3 separate regions of the Mus musculus genome follow, and regions 1 and 2 are each linked to region 3. A link is a contact called in public promoter capture Hi-C data. All regions are on one chromosome and are shown on one strand. Each heading gives the region's core, a stretch centred on a gene start, on an enhancer-like site or on the middle of the called end of the contact. The rest is flanking DNA. Distances are from core to core; before and after follow the strand shown. Region 1 holds the start of Atmin (ATM interactor). Region 2 holds the start of Tmem208 (transmembrane protein 208). Region 3 holds the start of Sf3b3 (splicing factor 3b, subunit 3).

The links. Promoter capture Hi-C pulls out the DNA fragments that hold promoters and counts their contacts.
Region 1: a contact with region 3 is called in a promoter capture Hi-C map of cranial neural crest. The contact joins the promoter of Atmin here to the promoter of Sf3b3 in region 3. A contact is called at or near these places in 2 of 39 promoter capture datasets (cranial neural crest and liver).
Region 2: a contact with region 3 is called in a promoter capture Hi-C map of pre-B cells, with 4 times the contacts expected there. The contact joins the promoter of Tmem208 here to the promoter of Sf3b3 in region 3. A contact is called at or near these places in 3 of 39 promoter capture datasets (cranial neural crest, liver and pre-B cells).

Annotation. Positions count from the first base shown.
Region 1 is chr8:116,941,828-116,945,061 of GRCm38.p6, forward strand. Atmin (ATM interactor) reads left to right here and starts at 1,566. Exons shown (of 4, transcript NM_177700.4): 1 at 1,566-1,923. The coding sequence starts at 1,600. It also overlaps a transcript of Cmc2 not described here.
Region 2 is chr8:105,324,731-105,328,014 of GRCm38.p6, forward strand. It overlaps Tmem208 (transmembrane protein 208), which reads left to right and starts at 1,647. Exons shown (of 6, transcript NM_025486.3): 1 at 1,647-1,744; 2 at 2,321-2,416. The coding sequence starts at 1,739. It overlaps Lrrc29 (leucine rich repeat containing 29), which reads right to left and starts at 1,538. Exons shown (of 7, transcript NM_001368408.1): 1 at 1,497-1,538. The coding sequence starts at 1,520.
Region 3 is chr8:110,844,863-110,848,305 of GRCm38.p6, forward strand. It overlaps Sf3b3 (splicing factor 3b, subunit 3), which reads right to left and starts at 1,941. Exons shown (of 26, transcript NM_133953.2): 1 at 1,813-1,941. Cog4 (component of oligomeric golgi complex 4) reads left to right here and starts at 2,162. Exons shown (of 19, transcript NM_133973.2): 1 at 2,162-2,347. The coding sequence starts at 2,189.

The sequences.
Region 1 (3,234 bases), core at 316-2,815, 6.1 Mb after region 3:
AGATGGTCCCATCCCTGGGCTGGTGATCCTGGGTTCTATAAGAAAGCAGGCTGAGCAAGCCAGTAAGCAGCGCCCCTCCATGGCCTCTGCATCAGTTCCTGTCTCCGGATCCCTACCCTGTTTGAGTTCCTGTCCTGACTTCCTCCAGTGATGGGCTACAATCTGGAAGTCTAAGCCAAATAAACCCTTTCCTCCCCCAACTTGCTTTTTGGTCACGGTGTTTTATCACAATAGAAACCCTAACTAAGGCTTAAAGACATTTCCTCCATACATACCTTTTTAAGGGGGAGGGGGGATGGTTTGATTTTATTTGTATGAGTGCTTTGTTTGCATCTGTGTATGTATACCACATTCGTGCCTGGGAACTGGAGTTATGGATGGTTGTAAACCACCATTTGGGTGCTTGGAATCAAACCTGTCTTGTGTAAGAACATTAAGTGCTCTTAACCACAGAGCCATCCCCCTAGCCCCACTAGCTCCCTTTGACCACTCTCCCGACCAGTCAGTCACATACAAAGAAGTCATTCTGCCCACAAGGTTCATGAGTGGCTGAATGGGAACTGCCGAAGCCCTTGCACTTGCTGGGGTATTTATTCTACTTCGTAACTCTCCCTGGTACAGTTGGCAGGAATCTGGACCTGGAATCTGAACAAGAAAGCCTAGCGTCATGCTGAACAATTCTCAAAAATGCCTGCTTCAGAATTCCTGGAGTCTGAGTATGTCCCCAAGGCAAAGGGACTCTGCAGTTGAGCCCATTGGCCCTGTGATACCCAGGTCCAATGTAGTAGGTGGCATGATGACGATAGATGTCGGTTATGAAATGTGACAGACTCAACTTCCCATTCCTGATTTTGGTGTAAAGGAAGGCCCATTGGCAAAGAAATGCAGGTGACCTCTAGACGCTGAAAAAGGCAAGATCCTTGGAAGAACAAGCCCAGCTGACACCTTGCTTTCAGCCGACTAGATCCACCTCAGACTCTTCCCTCTTCAGAGATAAGAGAGAATTAGTCTGTGGGGGCTGGGCTGTAGCTCAGCTGGCAGAGTACACGTCTAAGGCACTGGGTTCAATCTTTAACGCTACCACTAGGCTTAGTAAAACCCCAGGAGTATGGAGGTAGTGGTAAGAGAATAAGGAGTTCAAGGACTCCTTGATTATATGGGGATTCTGAGGCCAGGCGGGGCCTCAAAGAATAAGATAAGTTTGTTTTGTTTTGTTTTTAGTGTGCTACCGATCAAATCCAGGGCCTTAAGCATGCTAATCAAATAGTCTACAATATAAAATTTATTCCTAATAACAATAAATCAACGGTCAAAAAAAAAAGGTTAAACCTGAAAGCATCTCTTTCTCTTCTATCCAGCTGTTGCCTGAGCTCAGGTCCCTAGGAAGTAGAAAGTGTGGGTTCATGGAACCTATCCAATTCACCTGTTCTCCCAGCACATGGGACTTCAACCTCCAACACGCGCTCGCCGCGGCCGGCGGGCGGCGCTGCGGCCACCGACCGGCCGGATGCTAATGAGCCCGGAGGCCCCGCCCCCTGCCGGAAGTGGCTGCGGCGGGGGCGGGCACTGCGAGAGGGGCCTGGCGGCCGTGCGGGAGCCATGGCGGCCACGGAGGCGGCGGCGGCCGATTCTGCGGGTCCGGCCCCGGGTGTCCCGGCCACGCCGGCGAGCACGCGGGGAGCCGCCGCCGCCTCTAGCCCGTGGAGGCCGCCCGAGTCGCGACTGCAAGGCAGCCGGCCGAGACCGGCCAGGGCTCGGGCCGCGGCCCCGGTGCCACCGGCCCGGGAGCTGATCCAGCCGACTGTGAGCGAGCTGTCCCGGGCTGTGCGCACCAATATTCTGTGCACCGTGCGCGGCTGCGGCAAGATCCTGCCCAACAGCCCTGCGCTCAACATGCACCTCGTCAAGAGCCACCGACTGCAGGTGAGCGGGCCGCGGCGGGGACGCGGGCGCGGGGTGTGCGGGGTTTGCGCCGTGCCCTGCCACCTGCGCCCGACCGACCGAGCACGGCGAGAGCGCGGGGGAGCGCGCACAACGCACCGGGCAAGCAGCTTCTCGGTGGCGTGCCCACAACACCTCGGGGAGCCTGCCTGTTTACTCAGGTTCCAAGGATGAGCGACAGGTGATGTCGCCAAGGCACCCAGATGCAACCCCGCAGGCTTTCCGCCCCTCCCACGAAACTGCCGGTGGGTCCTACCTGGTCACTCAAAAGCGGCTGCGGGTTGGGTTGGACTCTGGGCACTTGAGCTGCAAGTTTCACGAGGCTGCTGAGATCAACTCTGCGCAGGAAGGAGAGGGGAGGGAGGTTTCTCCCGTGGATCTGTAAGGAGGAGGTTCACCGGTAGCTGGTATGACGGATGTCTGACCAAGACCTCTCCGTGTTACATAAATGGGGACGGTGGCTTTCAAACCCATGGTATACTCTGGAAGCTTGGGGGAGGAAATCAGATGTTAGGGCCCCCATGCCAGACCTGTTAAGTCACAGCTGCTCAGCTTTTACAGTAGAAAGCTTCCTTTCACCGTCAGATCTCAGTGCCCCCAGTGCTCCAACTGGAAAACGCAAGTCACTGAAAGCAGTTTTGTGCGCCTTTCCCCTGGTCAGATTTGAGTCATTACTTGGAGGGTTGCAGGATCTCTCTGACCTGCAGGTGAATTCACCGTGGGCATCCCCCACCCCCACCCCTGAGAACTCCCCAACTGTAACTTTTAGGTTTTACTCTGTAGTAAGGCCAATAAGTGTAGTAAGGCCAACAAAAGGCAACAGTGATGTCAGGGAAAGGTCAGTCAGGAAATGTCAGCAGGGGCAAGCTGAGGAAGTTCTGTGTAAAGGTTTGAGCCTCGTTCCAGAACACAACTCACTACAGGCTCCAACCTGAAGCTTCCTCTTTCATCCTAAATGTTAAATTCTCTCTTTCTCTCACCATGATTTAGGGGGGTGGAGAGTGAGTGTGCCTGTAATAATTCCATGGCCTAATCCCTCAGCTCCTTACAACTTGCATTCAACAACGGTCACCAGCCTTCAGTGTTGTCCCCCTTGCTGATAGGATAGTTCATGTCCTTGTATAGCCCAAACTATCCTCAAACTCACCATGTAGCTGAGGATAACCTTGAACTCTTGATCCTCCTGCCCTAAATGCTCCTGAAGTCTCCTAAATGCTGAGGCTGCCGGCATGCATCATCATGCCCATTTTTATTCAGTGCTTGGGACCAAACCCAGGTTTTCTAGGCAAGCAC
Region 2 (3,284 bases), core at 397-2,896, 5.5 Mb before region 3:
CAGCATTTCTACCTTTGCAACATCACCATATTAATAGCTCCAAATTTTATCCAATGGAGCTAGATTCCTTTTACAGTTTCCTTCTATGTTCAGCCTTGCTAATCCATATATAGTCCAGTTTCAGTGCCCCTCGTGAAAAACCTGGGTTCACCACTAATCTCACAGTCCAGACCTCCATGCCTGGTTGGGCCTGCTGCTCCCAGAACACCCCCAGCCCATCCTCACTACCAACACAGCATCTCTTTTCCCGTATGTGGGGCTCTTTCTGCAAAGTCCTTCTACAGTGACTTCACTAGCCCCGCTGTGTTTTCTCCTTTCTTCTCAGATGCTAAGTACATACGCAGTACTCACCCAGTATTTACTGGACTAAAGATAGTCCTTTGCCTCTACTTTCACCAAAGGTTTGCTCAGGGAAGGGGTGGGGGATAAAGGAGATTACTATTCAGAGGAAAATGACTAGGACCAGAGAGGAGAGACATGAGGAAGAGTATGGATGGGACTGGGATGACTAAGCCCCCATCCCTAGGGGGCTAAGAGGGAAGACTGGACTAAGAGAGTGGCTGACCTATCTTCTGAATGATCAACCCTGGGAGCCATGCTAAAGGACAACATGTCTTAATGGAAAGGATCATACATAATTCATTATCCTGAGAAATGCCTTTCTAGCACTAGAGGAGTAGAGATAGGGGTGGAGTGGTCATCCCATGAGAGCACCCCAAAAGATTACTACTACTGGTAACCCATGGGGTTTACAGGGATGAATAGATACCTTCTGGGGCCAAAAGGGAATAGGATGTCACGACTCAAGGGAAAAGGCCTGACTTCCTAGGGCAACGAGAGGGGGTTGCCAACCCTCAGGGCAAAATGGATAGAGAAGCCATTTCAAAAAAGGTGCAAGACACAAAGCCTGCATCTGTATCTCCTTGCCCCTGGCTAAAGGAACAAACACCCCATGGGGTTGAATAATACAGGGGCAGCCATCACTAGGGGTCTAGAATGAGGAGCAGGCTTGTCTTACATTAAGGACATTGGGTATGGTCCCCAGAACTAGGGGGCGGGAGCAGTCTATTTCCAACTGCGAGGACGGTGGGGGAGGGGTGGAGGAAATGGAACGACCATTCCAAGGGGCCAATGGGGATAAAATTGATTACCCTTCAGGGACGGTGGAGCGGACATCTTCTAGAACTGAGGGGGAGGGAACGGCCATCTCAAGGGAAAGGGATGGGCAGTGAGTCCGTCCTCATTGAGGTGACAGAGCAGCCATCTTCTGGGGCCAATGGGTAAAGAGGGAATGGTATCCCAACCGAAGGGGTCGAAGTGGCCCCAAAGAGGACCGTTACCCAGAGTTTTCAGGTCGTGGGATCCGCCGGGCGGCTCGTTTCCGCCTGGCGGGAGGTGCCGGGCGAGCTGTCAGATAGCCTTTCCCCAAAGCTCGGGACCCCGAAGGCGGGGCCTGTCCCCGACCAAGGCCTGAAGGACCGCTCGCTTCCTCTCACCTCCAGAGGCAGCGAGTCCGCCATCGCAGTTCTGCCGTCTCCGCCCCCACGCAAGGTTTTCTGGGAAGTGTAGTCCCACCGACTCAGGGGGCGGGGCTTCGGAAGGAAATGAAATCCACTTCCGCCCAGGAGCGAACGATTGCGCTCTTTACCGGAAGTGCATGTGCTGCCGATGTGGTGTCTACTGACTGCAGTTCCAGTTACTCGCCCTTGTTTCAGTGGCTGGGTGTCTGCTGCGCACCATGGCGGTAAGGGACAAGGCGTGGTCTGCACCGGCAAAGCTTTCCCGATGTTGGGAAAGTAAAAACAGAAGGGCTCGAAGGCATAAGGCACTGGGCCAGAGAGGGGCGCCACCCAATGGACTGTGCTAGACCGAACGGGATGCGGGGAGAGTGGCCGTGCAGGACTACACCAGGACTAGTGTTGGAGGCTAGGGCGGGCGCGGGCGAGGGTAGTTGCCAGTTCCAGATCTAAACCACTACCCCAGAGGGACGCCATTAAGTTCCGCTGGAGTTTTCCCGGAGAGGATCTCAACCCAAAGCTGAACCTTACGAGGAAAGCCAAAGAAGATACTAACGTAATTTGAATTGTTTTGGGGTGAGCATTAGGCGATCATAACTGGGGGTACAGTAAAGTCGGTGTCCTAACTATATTAGGAAGATGGACTAGAGGAGTGGTCGGTATCTCAGGGATTGCTAGGGTTGACAAAGCACGCTAAGGACTTGGCTGCGGGGTAGATAAAGCTGCAGGTAACCAGGCTGGTACAGGGAGTGAGGAGGACTGAGGCAAAACAGCTCTGACAGCATCTCACCAACCCTCCGCAGCCCAAAGGAAAAGTGGGTACCAGAGGGAAGAAACAGATATTTGAAGAGAACAAAGAAACTCTCAAGTTTTACCTTCGGATCATACTGGGAGCCAACGTAAGTTGCTTGCCTTGTGCTTTCTCTGCCCTCTCATTCCTATCTGATTAGGAGCGCTGGCAAATGACAGCCAAGGCTCCAAAAGAGAACGTTGTAAAGAAATGAAGCCAGGCAGACACCAGCCTGTAATCCCTGCACCAGGGAGGCTCAGGCAGAAAGATGGGCGGTTTGAAGTTAGCTTTGAGTAACAAAGAAATCCTATCTCAAAAAAAAAAATTAAAAATAAAAATAAAAAGGGGTGATGGGGTTAATAAGTGAAGCTGGCCATAGTGGCATATAACTGTATTTCTAGCTATTTGGAAGACTGAGGTCAGAGTGTTGAGTGGTAACCAGAGCCCCACAGAAAGACTGAAGTCTCATTCGAGAGAGTGAGAGCAGGTGTAGCGCCGTGGTGGAGCCCTTGGCTAGGCTCTGCCAGCATCGCCAGCAAACACTGCCCTCCTCCCCCCAAAGTATCCAGGGACTGAGTGGTCAGAGCACTTGTCGCTCTTACAGAGGACCTCGGTTCCACTCCAGGGGCACCACATGGTAGCTCGAAACCTTCTCATTGAGTGGATCCAATGCCCTCTTGTGACCTCTATGGTACCAGGCACAGCGTCAGGCACATGGTGCACATAGATACATTGCAGGCAAAAACACTCATACATGTAAAATGTATTTTAATTTTAAACCATTTAAAAAAAAAAAGTAGCCAGGCACAGAAGAAATATGAACTAGACATAGAAGCAAAACATGAAGAAATGAAGGGGAAACAAAGCAAAACAACAATAAATAAATAAAAAGTCCCAGCTGAGATTTGTTATACTGAGGCCATACCAAGCTTATACATGTTATACTAAGGCTACTCTTCCTGGACAGATATGAGTCT
Region 3 (3,443 bases), core at 691-3,190:
GCAGGAGGATATCTGCAAGTGTAAGATAAGTATAAGCTGCAGTGAATTCCAGAATGGACAATTCAGAAATAGCTATCCTGGAACTCAGAGATCCTCCTGCCTCTGCCTCCAGGCACTGGGATTAAAGGTGTGTGCCACTACACCTAGCAACACCCATTTTAGGTATTAAAAAAAAAAAAAAAAAAAAAAAAAAAAAAAGACAGGAATCATGGCTCTCTTCTGTAATCCTAGCACTCGAGAGGCAGAGGAAAGAGAATCACTCTGTTCAGTGCCAGCCTGAGTCACACACTCAGTTCCAGCCTATGATACAAAGAGAGGCCCGGTCTCAAACAAAACCAAACTTCTTATGGTCAAGGGAACCCTAAGCTCAAAAATCCTATCAGTTGGACAACATAGAGCAAGTGGTTAAATGCCAGAACCTACAACTTGCTCAATTAACAAACGTGCCTTTTGTGATTTTTTTTTTTTTTTTTTTGCCAGACAAATGAGAACCTACAGTTAGCTGTAGTTCAAGGGTCTACACATCCACATTATTCAAGGCTCTAAAAACCTCAGATTCATTTCCCAGAGACCCCATTCTCTCTCTGGGTTATAAATCTTACCAAACTTACATCTTTCCATATGCTTATATATGTGCATGTTCAAGAACATATATTTATTGCATATTTTATGTGCTGTCTTTAACCAAAGGATGAATTTTTTTGAGAAACCAACAAGACAGCTTTCTGCTACAGATACCGAGAATCTTACTCAATGCCTACACTATAATTCAGTTAGCGAAACTGTTAACGCTACATATAAGCAAATGAAGTTATACCTCTAAGATTTAGTCCTAAAATACCTAATAAACTAATATCTCTAAGGCTTATCCCTAAAGGTTGAACTGGCACTGGCAGCTTGAGGGTAGAGGACCTCACAATTTACAAGGCTGTCACGGATGAGTTCCGGCTGCACCATAAGCAGCGAACGTGATGTTATGACTTTGGACATTTGCTTTAACAGGGGGGAAGATGGTACCTTGCCTCGTAAGGCTCTGTATGCAGAATTTCGTGTTTGAGGCTACGAGAAGGAAACCTATGGCCTTGGGCAAGTGCTCTCTACCATTAGGTTTGGAGGATTAAAATGAGCACCTACTCACTCAACACCAAAACAAACGGATCTCCTGGCTTACTGAAGAGGTGCTTCCTGGAGGAATATCCGGTATCAGGTAACCGTAACAGCCAAACCGTGGAAAGCTTCCTCCCCCGCCTCTGCCTATAATCTCCGGTTCCACCATCACCTCCTTTTTATCTTGCACAGTCTTCAAATGGGTACTATTAGCCTTCGGGTTTTTTTTTTCTTTCTTTTACAGTAAACAGAGGTTCAGAGGAGAAACAACATTTTGCCTAACTACCAAATGCACAAGTTCAAACCAGATCCCCGGCTCCCGGGCGGTTTCTGATAGTTGCACATTTTGAACAAACAGAATTTTTACCCCTTGCTGATTGAATAGTCTTTCAATCTCGAGTCTTCCTATGCAGCCTCGGTGGGACTCCCACTTCCTCAACCTCCCCCGCGTGGTGGAAATACACGAGTGTGCCACCACGTTAAACTCGCAAGCCTTAAAGGACTCGTTCCCACTCTGAAGACACAAGTGGGCGAAGAGTCCACGAGGCCATTTGCCCACGGCAAGCATTTCCCTAACCTCACGCCTACCGAACCTCTCGGGCCTAAAACTGCCCCTGCGGCTCCGGCCGAGGTGCCGGGCAGCTCTCTCCTATGAGCGCTCTCCACTTCCTCCGCGACAGAGAAGCTGGGAGGCCACTTCTTTACCCTGCTGCAAGAAGGATGGCTTCGGTACCCGACGGATGCTGAATCGCTTCAAGGCCTAAGCCACCGCCACTGCCGATCCGCCGGCGTCCGCCATTAGCCTTCAAGACGGGCCTTCGGGTGCCGCGCGACGGGAAAAAGGTATCTAGCCCCCGCCTGATAAATAGATGTAAATTTGGGATGTTTTCATCTTGCACCTGAAGACTAATGAGTTATCTAAAATTTATACGTTACGGTAAGTTTTCTGTAAAATAGAAGGTTAGTTTTAAAAATAGACTTCCAATGGTTTTGATCGGGCATATCTGTGGGCAGCCCCAAAGGTCACCGCGCCAACGCAGAGGGGACCTCGCAAGCCCGGAAGCGCCCACCGGGAGCCAAGATGGCGGAGGTGGAGTCTCCGCTGAAATTGTCAGGAGCTCCTCCGCCACCGGAGGGGGTGGGAGGAGGACACTGCTCCGAAATCTCCACCGAGCTCATTCGCTCTCTGACAGAGCTGCAGGAGCTGGAAGCTGTGTACGAACGACTCTGTGGCGAGGAGGTGGGGAGCTGAACCTCCTTTTTCCTGGAGGATCCGGTGGCAGAGGGCATCACGGGTGTCGATCGCTTTACCAGGGAAAACGAGAAAGCAGCTTCCCAAGAGGCTTTAATGTAGTTGGGCATTTGGGTACACCTGTCAGTTCTACTCAAGCTTATTTGACCTGTTACCTGGACTACTTCCTTGGTCTGCCTCCGTATTGATTTCCCTGACGAGTAAAACTGGAAGTGGTGTGTGTGTGTGCGCGTACATGTATGTATTACATGCACACATACATATGTGTATACCGAATTGGCTTGACTTCAGAATAAGAATTGCTTTGGCTTGGGAAGTGAAAAGTTACGAAAGTTTCTTCTCGACTCATTTAAAGGAGAAGTTCCTTTCTATTTAGCTTGAAGGTCTAAGACTTTTTCTCTTGGAAGAAATGATTATGTGTGTATTTTTAGCATTTCAGTTAAGTGTAGGCATTTGGATGTTTTCTTATTTTGAGACGGCCTCGGTGTTGCCCATATTGTCTTCAAATTGGCTACCTTCCTAGAGCAACCTCTCAAGCTACTGGCATTATAGGCGAGCTCACAACTCCCTAGAAGTTTGAAATCTCCCTGTTAGGACTTTGAAGTTTTAAGACTAAGGCGCAGCTGTCTGGTCTCGGACAAGTGATTTCATCTCTTGTACCTCGGATGTGTGGTCAATCAAGTAACAGGTGTGGAAAGGATTCGGCTTCCTTTCTATTAATAGCATGCTATATCTCTTTATATACGTTTGTTTCTTTTCCATGGCAGTCTGGTGCTGTCAGTTCGTGGATGGATTCCTTGCAAGTCAGAAGATGTAACCTCTCACCTAAAAACCTTGGCAGCTGTTTTTCCCAGGGAACTTTTTTTTTTTTTCTTTTTAGATAGGCTCTAACTATCTAGCCCTACCTGGCCTGCAACTCACTATGTAGACCAGGCTTGCAGTGAACTCAGTAATCTGCCTGCCGCTGTCACTCAAGTGCTGGGATTAATGTCATGCAGCTCTCAAAGCGCTCTGAATAGAGGAAAAGAGAGTTGTTACTACCTTTGAATGTTTTCAAGTACTGCCTTGCATCTGCTCCAGCAGT